3 separate regions of the Zea mays genome follow, and all the other regions are linked to region 3. The links are chromatin contacts, called in public Hi-C maps. All regions are on one chromosome and are shown on one strand. The core of a region is the stretch at or near the end of the contact, and the rest is flanking DNA. Distances in the headings are between cores, read along the strand shown. Region 1 holds the start of LOC100282351 (60S ribosomal protein L12-like). Region 2 holds the start of LOC100502219. Region 3 holds the start of LOC100382483 (Polynucleotide adenylyltransferase family protein).

What was found. Hi-C and Micro-C count contacts between places; a contact is called where the count stands out from the background.
Region 1: a contact with region 3 is called in a Hi-C map of endosperm, with 5 times the contacts expected there. The contact joins the promoter of LOC100282351 here to the promoter of LOC100382483 in region 3. A contact is called at or near these places in 8 of 25 Hi-C or Micro-C datasets (bundle sheath, ear, endosperm and 4 more) and 1 of 3 datasets of contacts at active chromatin or transcription factors (leaf).
Region 2: a contact with region 3 is called in a Hi-C map of ear, with 3 times the contacts expected there. The contact joins the promoter of LOC100502219 here to the promoter of LOC100382483 in region 3. A contact is called at or near these places in 3 of 25 Hi-C or Micro-C datasets (ear, tassel and an unstated tissue).

The regions. Positions count from the first base shown.
Region 1 is chr2:66,220,789-66,223,488 of Zm-B73-REFERENCE-NAM-5.0, reverse strand. LOC100282351 (60S ribosomal protein L12-like) reads left to right here and starts at 1,392. Exons shown (of 2, transcript NM_001374366.1): 1 at 1,392-1,944. The coding sequence starts at 1,442. The coding sequence ends at 1,942.
Region 2 is chr2:66,024,316-66,027,015 of Zm-B73-REFERENCE-NAM-5.0, reverse strand. LOC100502219 reads right to left here and starts at 1,386. Exons shown (of 10, transcript NM_001363235.1): 1 at 1,132-1,386; 2 at 6-611. The coding sequence starts at 567.
Region 3 is chr2:66,874,939-66,877,638 of Zm-B73-REFERENCE-NAM-5.0, reverse strand. It overlaps LOC100382483 (Polynucleotide adenylyltransferase family protein), which reads right to left and starts at 1,363. Exons shown (of 13, transcript NM_001175222.1): 1 at 1,137-1,363; 2 at 900-1,025; 3 at 62-159. The coding sequence starts at 1,308.

The DNA of each region.
Region 1 (2,700 bases), core at 143-2,642, 650 kb after region 3:
AGTATTCAGTAGGGCGAGCCGAGCTGAGCCAAGGGTGATGCTGAGGTGAGGTCAATCGAGGCCTCCATCCAAGCAACACTATACTCCCGCTCGCATGCTAAGCTAAACGTGCCCTTCCTGATCAGGAAAAGCAGAGGGGCTATTGCTAGTGCTAACTCGCCTGCTGCTGGTAATCAAGGGCATGCATACCGGCCGCGAACACTGTCAGTTGAGCTAGATTGTCTTGGAGTTGGACAGACAAGGACCTTCCATCAGCTCCCGCTCCCATGCATGTTTACCCCCGCAGCAAGTCGAATCGGAGGAGCTGCAACAAGTGGAAGCTCAGCCTCTTAATGCCTGACAAGAACACTACTTGGAAAGTGAGGCTGTTGATAACCCAGGAAATCTGCAGATACTATACCCGGCTGTTCATGCCTAATATAATCCTGTGTGATGCCGATCGGAATAAACAGGCTGTGTCCTCTCCTGATCCATGCAATGTATGGACCATGACCCGGAGTCACACTCGCACGCACTGTTTGGGGGGAAGCCGACGGTGCAGCGGCAGCCGGCAGCAGCGCACCAGCTTGATGCCGAGGCCGAGCTGATTGCTTGGGGTGCATGCAATGGCCAGCGCGCGCGTCGGTGTCATCGTCGTCAGCTCGTCGTCGTTGCTTCCAAGGCTGGAGATCGGGAGGGAGAATCCATGGCGGTGGGAGCACTCCATGTCACCTGAAGCTTGATGAGTCGTGGAGCGAGGAATCTTGTGAGTGAGAGAGCGGAATGAATCGGGTGCCACATGTGCAGCACCTGCTGCATGCCCTGTGTGCGCGGAAATCGACCACACACAGTCGTAGCAAAGCGTATTCACAGACTCTCATATATCATTGTCGTCGGTTTCTGTCCCGTGCACGTAAATACTTCAGTGGATGATGGTGAAACTAAGCAGTCAGCAGCAGCTACGCCTGGCTGACTGACTGAAACCACCTCAACAGAAAGCACAGTTAATCTACTTTGTGTGAGTGCATCATGCAACCAATCATCAGCCAGCGCCGACGAAACCGAGCTCTGTCTCTCTTTCTCTCTGTTCCTGATCGGCGTGGGCCGGGAAAGGGAAGATGGGCCACATCCGTGCATGCACCGAACGGATCAACCAGACAACCACTAACTACATGGCACCAGACCATAATAAGCCCATCTCGTTGACGCCTAAAGAGAGGGAAGAGTCGGAAGACGACGCCGGCCGAACCGAGTTATATTTTAGGTGGGCTTCGAGAGAGTGACCCAAGGTCCAAACCACAAACAGCCCAACAGGAGGCGGCGCACAAGCAAGCGTTCGCGGTTACGTGCGAGATATATAACGACGGGCAACGCGGCCTGCCGAAACCCTAGAACGCCGCCGCCAGTCCTCACTCCTCACCATTTCCCAAACCCTACCCATACCCCCGCCGCCGCCGCCGCCATGCCGCCCAAGCTCGACCCGTCGCAGGTGGTGGAGGTCTTCGTCCGGGTGACGGGCGGCGAGGTCGGCGCGGCGTCGTCCCTGGCGCCCAAGATCGGCCCGCTCGGTCTCTCCCCGAAGAAGATCGGCGAGGACATTGCCAAGGAGACGGCCAAGGACTGGAAGGGCCTGCGCGTCACCGTCAAGCTCACTGTCCAGAACCGCCAGGCCAAGGTCTCCGTCGTCCCCTCCGCCGCCGCGCTCGTCATCAAGGCGCTCAAGGAGCCCGAGAGGGACAGGAAGAAGGTCAAGAACATCAAGCACAGCGGCAACATCGGCCTCGACGACGTCGTCGAGATCGCCAGGACCATGAGGAACAGGTCCATGGCCAAGGAGTTGGCCGGCACCGTCAAGGAGATCCTCGGCACCTGCGTCAGCGTCGGGTGCACCGTCGACGGCAAGGACCCCAAGGACCTGCAGCAGGAGATTGATGACGGCGAGGTCGAGATCCCGTCCGCTTGAAGGTGAGATGAATTCATCCTCTCGTTATTGCTCCCACGGTTTGCTAGGCCGATGCTACTGTTATTGATTTGTTTGGTGCGCGTCATGAGGAGCTAAATGTTAGTATGTGTGTTCAGCTTCTGTAGTGTGTCAATCATTGCTACAAAGTATGCCATGGATCGCTGTGCTACAACTGTACTGTGATTGAGAGGCTCGTAGTTACATCAATCTGGTTCGATATCATGTTGATTGATGGCCTAGTACTGTTTGTTCCAATTGTTTGCTTCATTGCGATCCAGATATCCAATGACATAATTGTTATGGTTTATTCGGTCAGTCAGTAGTGGAAATAAATGGTTTTGTGCTTCGATTTGCATGCGGATGGATCATATAGCTGCAGATTATGCCAAGATTTGGTAAAATATTTTAGCCTTATTTAGACATGAATTCATTGTCTGGCGTGTAAGTGTTGCACCAAATTCCATATCTTCCTGTCAATAATTTACTGTTGGTACCCTGTTATTGGTCAACTTGTCTTCCTTCTGCTGGACATCTCAGTCGGACGACATTGCCTATGTTCAATCATGAGATCCAACATGTGATTGACGTTGAGCAGTCCTTGCCACTAATGCTGTTCTTTCCTGCTGAAAAGAGAGGAGGAAATCCTCTGTATATATATATATATATATATATATATATATATATATATATATATATATATATATATATATATATATATATATATATATATATATATATATATATATATATATATATAA
Region 2 (2,700 bases), core at 137-2,636, 850 kb after region 3:
AATACCAAGTTGACGAGCTTCTTCAAGGGACAATTCCAATACACGTTTTGCACGAGGTGTGAATGGGATTTCAACAGCCACAAACCCACTGCCACGTCCAATTATCTTCTCGACTTCAACTCGGGCATCCTTAAGATTGATTCCCATAGACTTCAGAACCTTCGCCGCAATACCCGTGCCCTCACCAATAAGCCCCAGCAAAATCTGCTCTGTCCCAACAAAGTTATGTCCCAGGCGCCTTGCCTCCTCCTGTGCAAGCATAATCACCTTGATTGCTTTCTCAGTGAAGCGCTCAAACATGGCACGAACCACCCCTCTTGAGGCTGATCCACGCGGTCTTGCAATCTGACTTGCCACGATCGATCCAAAGTCACGCTTGATCACGGACCTCGTGTCTAAAAAGTTTGTCTGACGCAATCCTTGGAAACCACCAAGAGTAAGAGTCCTTGTTGGCATATTTCGCACCATTGTAGCATTGGTTCTGGCCCTTGCACGCACACGGAACCGACCTGAGCTGCTTCTGTAAACGGTTGGAACAACCGCAGACTGAACTAGAGTGCCCTCCATGCTGAACTAGGAAAAGGCAATCCCAGGTCTGTATCTACCAAGCCCTGCAAATTTGCAAAAGGAAAAGTAAAACTGTAAATATCACAAAAATGACAACCCCATACTGAAACGACTACATGTCTCGAACAGATCATATTTCGTCTAAACGACTCTACAGCCTCTGTGTGCCGACACAGGCGTACACGCTTACATGTCTCGAACAGATCATATTTCCTCTAAACAGAATCACACATCGACCCCCCCACCACACACACACACACCAAAAAAAAATAACCGCCGTTCAACGAAACAGAGACGAGAGATATGGTTGCTGGTTGAGGCCACAAGACGCGCTCTAAATCGTATCAGTGGACCATCCTCCAGTGGGCAACATCTAGCCTAAGCGACGCCACAGCAGCCATCCGCGCTACCCACTAGGAAAGCACCCGCGTTTTCGCCGCGCGGGTCAGCCAGGGAATGAGACGGTGGGACCAATTACATCCAACAAGCCCTCACTCCCAACCACGACGCGCCGACAGACACCCTTCACAAATTCGGACGGGGAAATGGGAACGGGGAGATTACGGCGCCGAGTTTCGTCTCCCAGAGAGGGGTCGTGGAACGCGCGGCAGCGGAAGCGTCCCGACCCTGCGCCGGCGTCCGGCGAGGAAGGCGCACCCTAGGCAGGGGAGGAGGTGGCAGGGGAGGAGGTGGCAGAGGAGACCAGAGGTAGGGCTAGCTGCCTGCCGCGTGGGAAATGGGAATGGAGGGGGGGGCAGAGGTCAGAGGAGGTCAGGAGGATAAGGAGAGGAGGAAGGCGGCGAGAGCTTGCGCTATTGCGCTGCATCGGTGGAGTGGGTCGCACGTTACCCCCTCCCAACATGGGCTTTTTCTCTTTCTTGTCTTTGCCCGCGTGTAACAGCCCACTTAGCCCAACGACGGCCCTAGTTTGTGCGAGACAATTGCCGTTATGAAACAACAGACAAGCGGTTTCGACAAATTGGAGGTGTTGCCGATGGCTTCTCTGTTTTGGAGACGCAGGCAACAGGCAAACTCCAAAATAGATACGAGACAGTCAATAGGAGCTGAGCAAACAGAGATTAGTCTCCTTTCGCCATTACCGTCGCCGTGCTCACACGCCGTCTGCGTCGTATTCTTCTCTCCGTCGCGGACAGCTTTTGCGCCGCGGACAACTCTTGCGCCGCTCCGCGGACAGCTCTTGCGTCTCCTCTGCGTCTGGCTGCCCCGTCGCCGGACATGGCAAGCATCAGACGGGGCGGCAGCTCCGTGACCGAGACAATCACCCAGGCATCGCAGCAGCATCAGTCGCGGCTGGACGACGACCAGCTGGCGGAGCTGCAGGAGATCTTCCGGTCCTTCGACCGCAACGCCGACGGCAGCCTGACGCAGCCGGAGCTGGGCTCCTTGCTCCGGTCCCTGGGCCTGACGCCCAGCGCCGACCAGCTCGACGCGCTCATCACCCGTGCCGACACCAACTCCAACGGCCTCATCGAGTTCTCCGAGTTTGTGGCGCTCGTGGCCCCCGACCTCCTCCAAGACCGGTCCCCTTACTCCGAGGACCAGCTCCGCAAGCTCTTCGACATCTTCGACCGCGACGGCAACGGGTTCATCGCCGCGAGATCGAGGTTGCGGCCCACCGTGTCCGACTCCACGAACACCTTGCACTGCCCGGGCTCCAGCCCGCCGAGCTCGAGCTCGGCGGAGTCCTGCTGCTGCTGGCTGCCGTCGCCCCCGAGCCACGGCGGCCGCTCCGACGACGCGGCCTTGGTCGGGCTGGTCTGGATGACGCCGGATCCCCCCGAGCCCTCCGAGGCGTTGGGCCCCTTCTCGGCGTTCCAGCACGTGGAGCTGTTGCCGGTCGCCGCTGGGGAGGTTGCGCCGCTGCGGTTCATCTGCTGCTCGGTTAGTATCGTGCGTCCGAAGAGCACTAGCCCCGCCGGCTCGGCGTCGGGCTTCTGCCTGTTGGCACCCGTGGATGGAGGAGCGCACGGGAAGTCGTCGTCGTCGCGCGCCGCCGCCGGCGCGCCTCCGATGGTCAGGTCCGTGCTGACTCTTGCCGGGATCGGGGTTTGCGACCGTGGCTATCCTCCTCCTCGTCCCCGCTCGTCGCGCAACCCGACTCGGGCTCGGGCG
Region 3 (2,700 bases), core at 114-2,613:
GACCTTCATTCCAGTAATACCGCTACATCATGATCACATCATTGTTAATTTGAGTTATAACCTGCCTAAGATCAGCTGTTGTTATTATGTCGAAATCCTTTGGCGTCTTTTTCATTATGAGATCTCGAACACAACCACCAACAAGGTACACATCATATCCTGCCAAAAAAAGTGAAACATATCAACCAAGCAAGTAATGCAATGAACCAGCAACAACTGGGTGGTAATGGGATCTAAATTTTACGCTATAAAATTTAAGGATCAGATCGTATTTGGATCAGGCTGTATTTCTATTTATTTTTGAGCTAAAATTAATTAAGGGCTCGAACGAATCGTGAAGAAACATTTGGATCGTGATCCATTACCACCCCTAGCAACAACAAAGGATACTCAAGCACCTAATTAACAGATGGAGAAAAGTACAATGGAATTGAAATCACATTCATATCTGATTAGCTATATTAATCGACTACTAGTACCGAACAGGATACAAATATGGTTTTGCATTTTTCATATCCAATTAACCGTTTCTCCTCTAGTCACATTTATATCTTCACAAAACAAAGTATGCCTTACATCTTTCATTCTGAAATATGATTTTATCCAAACTACTCAAATTTATTCAAATAAAAAATAGATGGATTCTGTTGCAGTATAGATAAAAGATAGTTTCAATTCTAATTAAGTAAAATGCAACTATTATATTTGCTTTATATGAGGCTGAGTTGAGTATTAAATCCTGTCTGCATTTGTTCTGACATTTGACCTGTAACTAAGTACTCGATCCACTAGTTCAGTCGCAGGACACCGGACTGAAATCCAACCTCAGCAGTGGCATTTCAGGATTTGGCAGGACAACAAAGCAAACACTAGCAGGGACATTGGGGTGGAGGACGCACCTCTGCTGCGGAGGCGGTGTAGTACGTTCCAGGCCTCGGGGGGGATCATGGACTCCTTGATCCCGAACCTCTTGGCACTGATCTTCTTCCACTCCAGCCCCTCCATCCCCTCCGCTCCCGGCCCACCTGCAGAGAATGCTCAGCGCCCACCAGGTAAAGAAAAGCAAAACCCTTGGGGCTAGCATTTCGCCGTCACGTCACCACTGGACCAACAGCAAGAACGGAGGGGAGACTTACTGTCGGATGTAGGGGCGGTAGATGGGGTGGAGGAGTCGGAGGGCGAGGGCGAAGGGGACGGTGCGCGGCGGCGGCGCCGTGGGGAGGCGAGCGCGGCGAGTGGGGATGGTGCAAGGCGGCCGGGCCTCGTGAGCGATCCGAGCCACCGCAGATCCGGGGAGCGCAGGGCCATCGCGACCGGGACGGCGCGGCGGCGGGAGGCGAGAGCGGGGTGAAGCGCAGCAGCGGGCAGGCGAGCGGCGGAGGAGGGTGGATAGGCTGACGGCGGCGAATATGCCCATTATGCCAGATCCTCTTCGTTCCATTCGTTGCCTCTATCGGTGGGCTTCTTTGTGGCCCATGGGCCGTAGGGTTTTAGAGTTCGTACCATGAATCTACCCATATATGGTAGTGGGCTTTTGATTGATGGGCCATTGTTGATAAAAGTGGTTCTATTTTGAATTTTTGATATACTGAGCTATGGAATCTAGTTAATTAATCAGAAAAATGTTTACTTTGCATTGCTGCATAAATAATAATATATGATTATTTTTTAATAAAACATCATAATTAATGCCGAACAGAGTCCTAGTTCAGCCGAATGCTTCTCTCGTTCTTAACATTGAGGTGCCACTGAATTTACATGCAACACACCTGCAGCATTTTGGCTGACAGTGTATGATAGAACTAGAGACTTATTACACCTAGATTATGCATTGCATTAATGCTTATCAAATTAATCCAATCATATACTCAATGTGTAACACATCCATACTTGATGGACTTCCAGATAAAGGAACAATGAATCCGAATAAAGCCTTCTTTTGCTCCATCAGCAGAAAACATTTTTCACTTGTCAAATTTATTTGTCAGATCAATGTCGAGAAGATCCTAAGTCCAACATAGAAGTGTGATCTCTAGTAGTATATCAGTGTGCAATCCTGCAAACTGGCAGCATGGATCTTTATATCCTCATCCAATGGCTACAAATGGAGGTGGAAAACTTCTGCGAAAGAAGCTCAAAGGGTCTGTTTGGTTCAGCTTTTTTCTGACCAGCTTTTCCGAGAATCTAGCTGTGAGAAGAATCTGGCTGTGTAGAGAATCTAAGTATCATTAGGATTACGTGCGGAGAAGATAAAGTTGTCCATGGGGCTCAGGATCTATAAAGTGACGGATTACTACTATTGCAACGACTCAACCTGTCGGCGTTTCGACCCCGGGGGGTCCCTGGACCGACGAGTAAATTGTCGCCGCGTGTCCCAGCCCAGATGGGTCGGCGCGAGACGGAGCACGAAGGGGGGAAAGGAGACAGGCAAAAGGGGAACCCTGCGGCCTTCGTATTGTCCTGCGCCCAGGTCGGGTGCGCTTGCAGTAGGGGGTTACAAGCGTCCGCGTGAGAGAGAGCGAGGGACTTACGCGTCGGCCCGATCTCCCGCGCGGCCAACCTTTCCGTACGAGAGCCCTGGACCTTACTTTTATAGGCATAAGGAGAGGGCCTAGGTGTACAATGGGGGATGTAGCAGTGTGCTAACGTGTCTAGCAGAGAGGAGCTAGAGCCCTAAGTACATGCCGTCGTGGCAGCCGG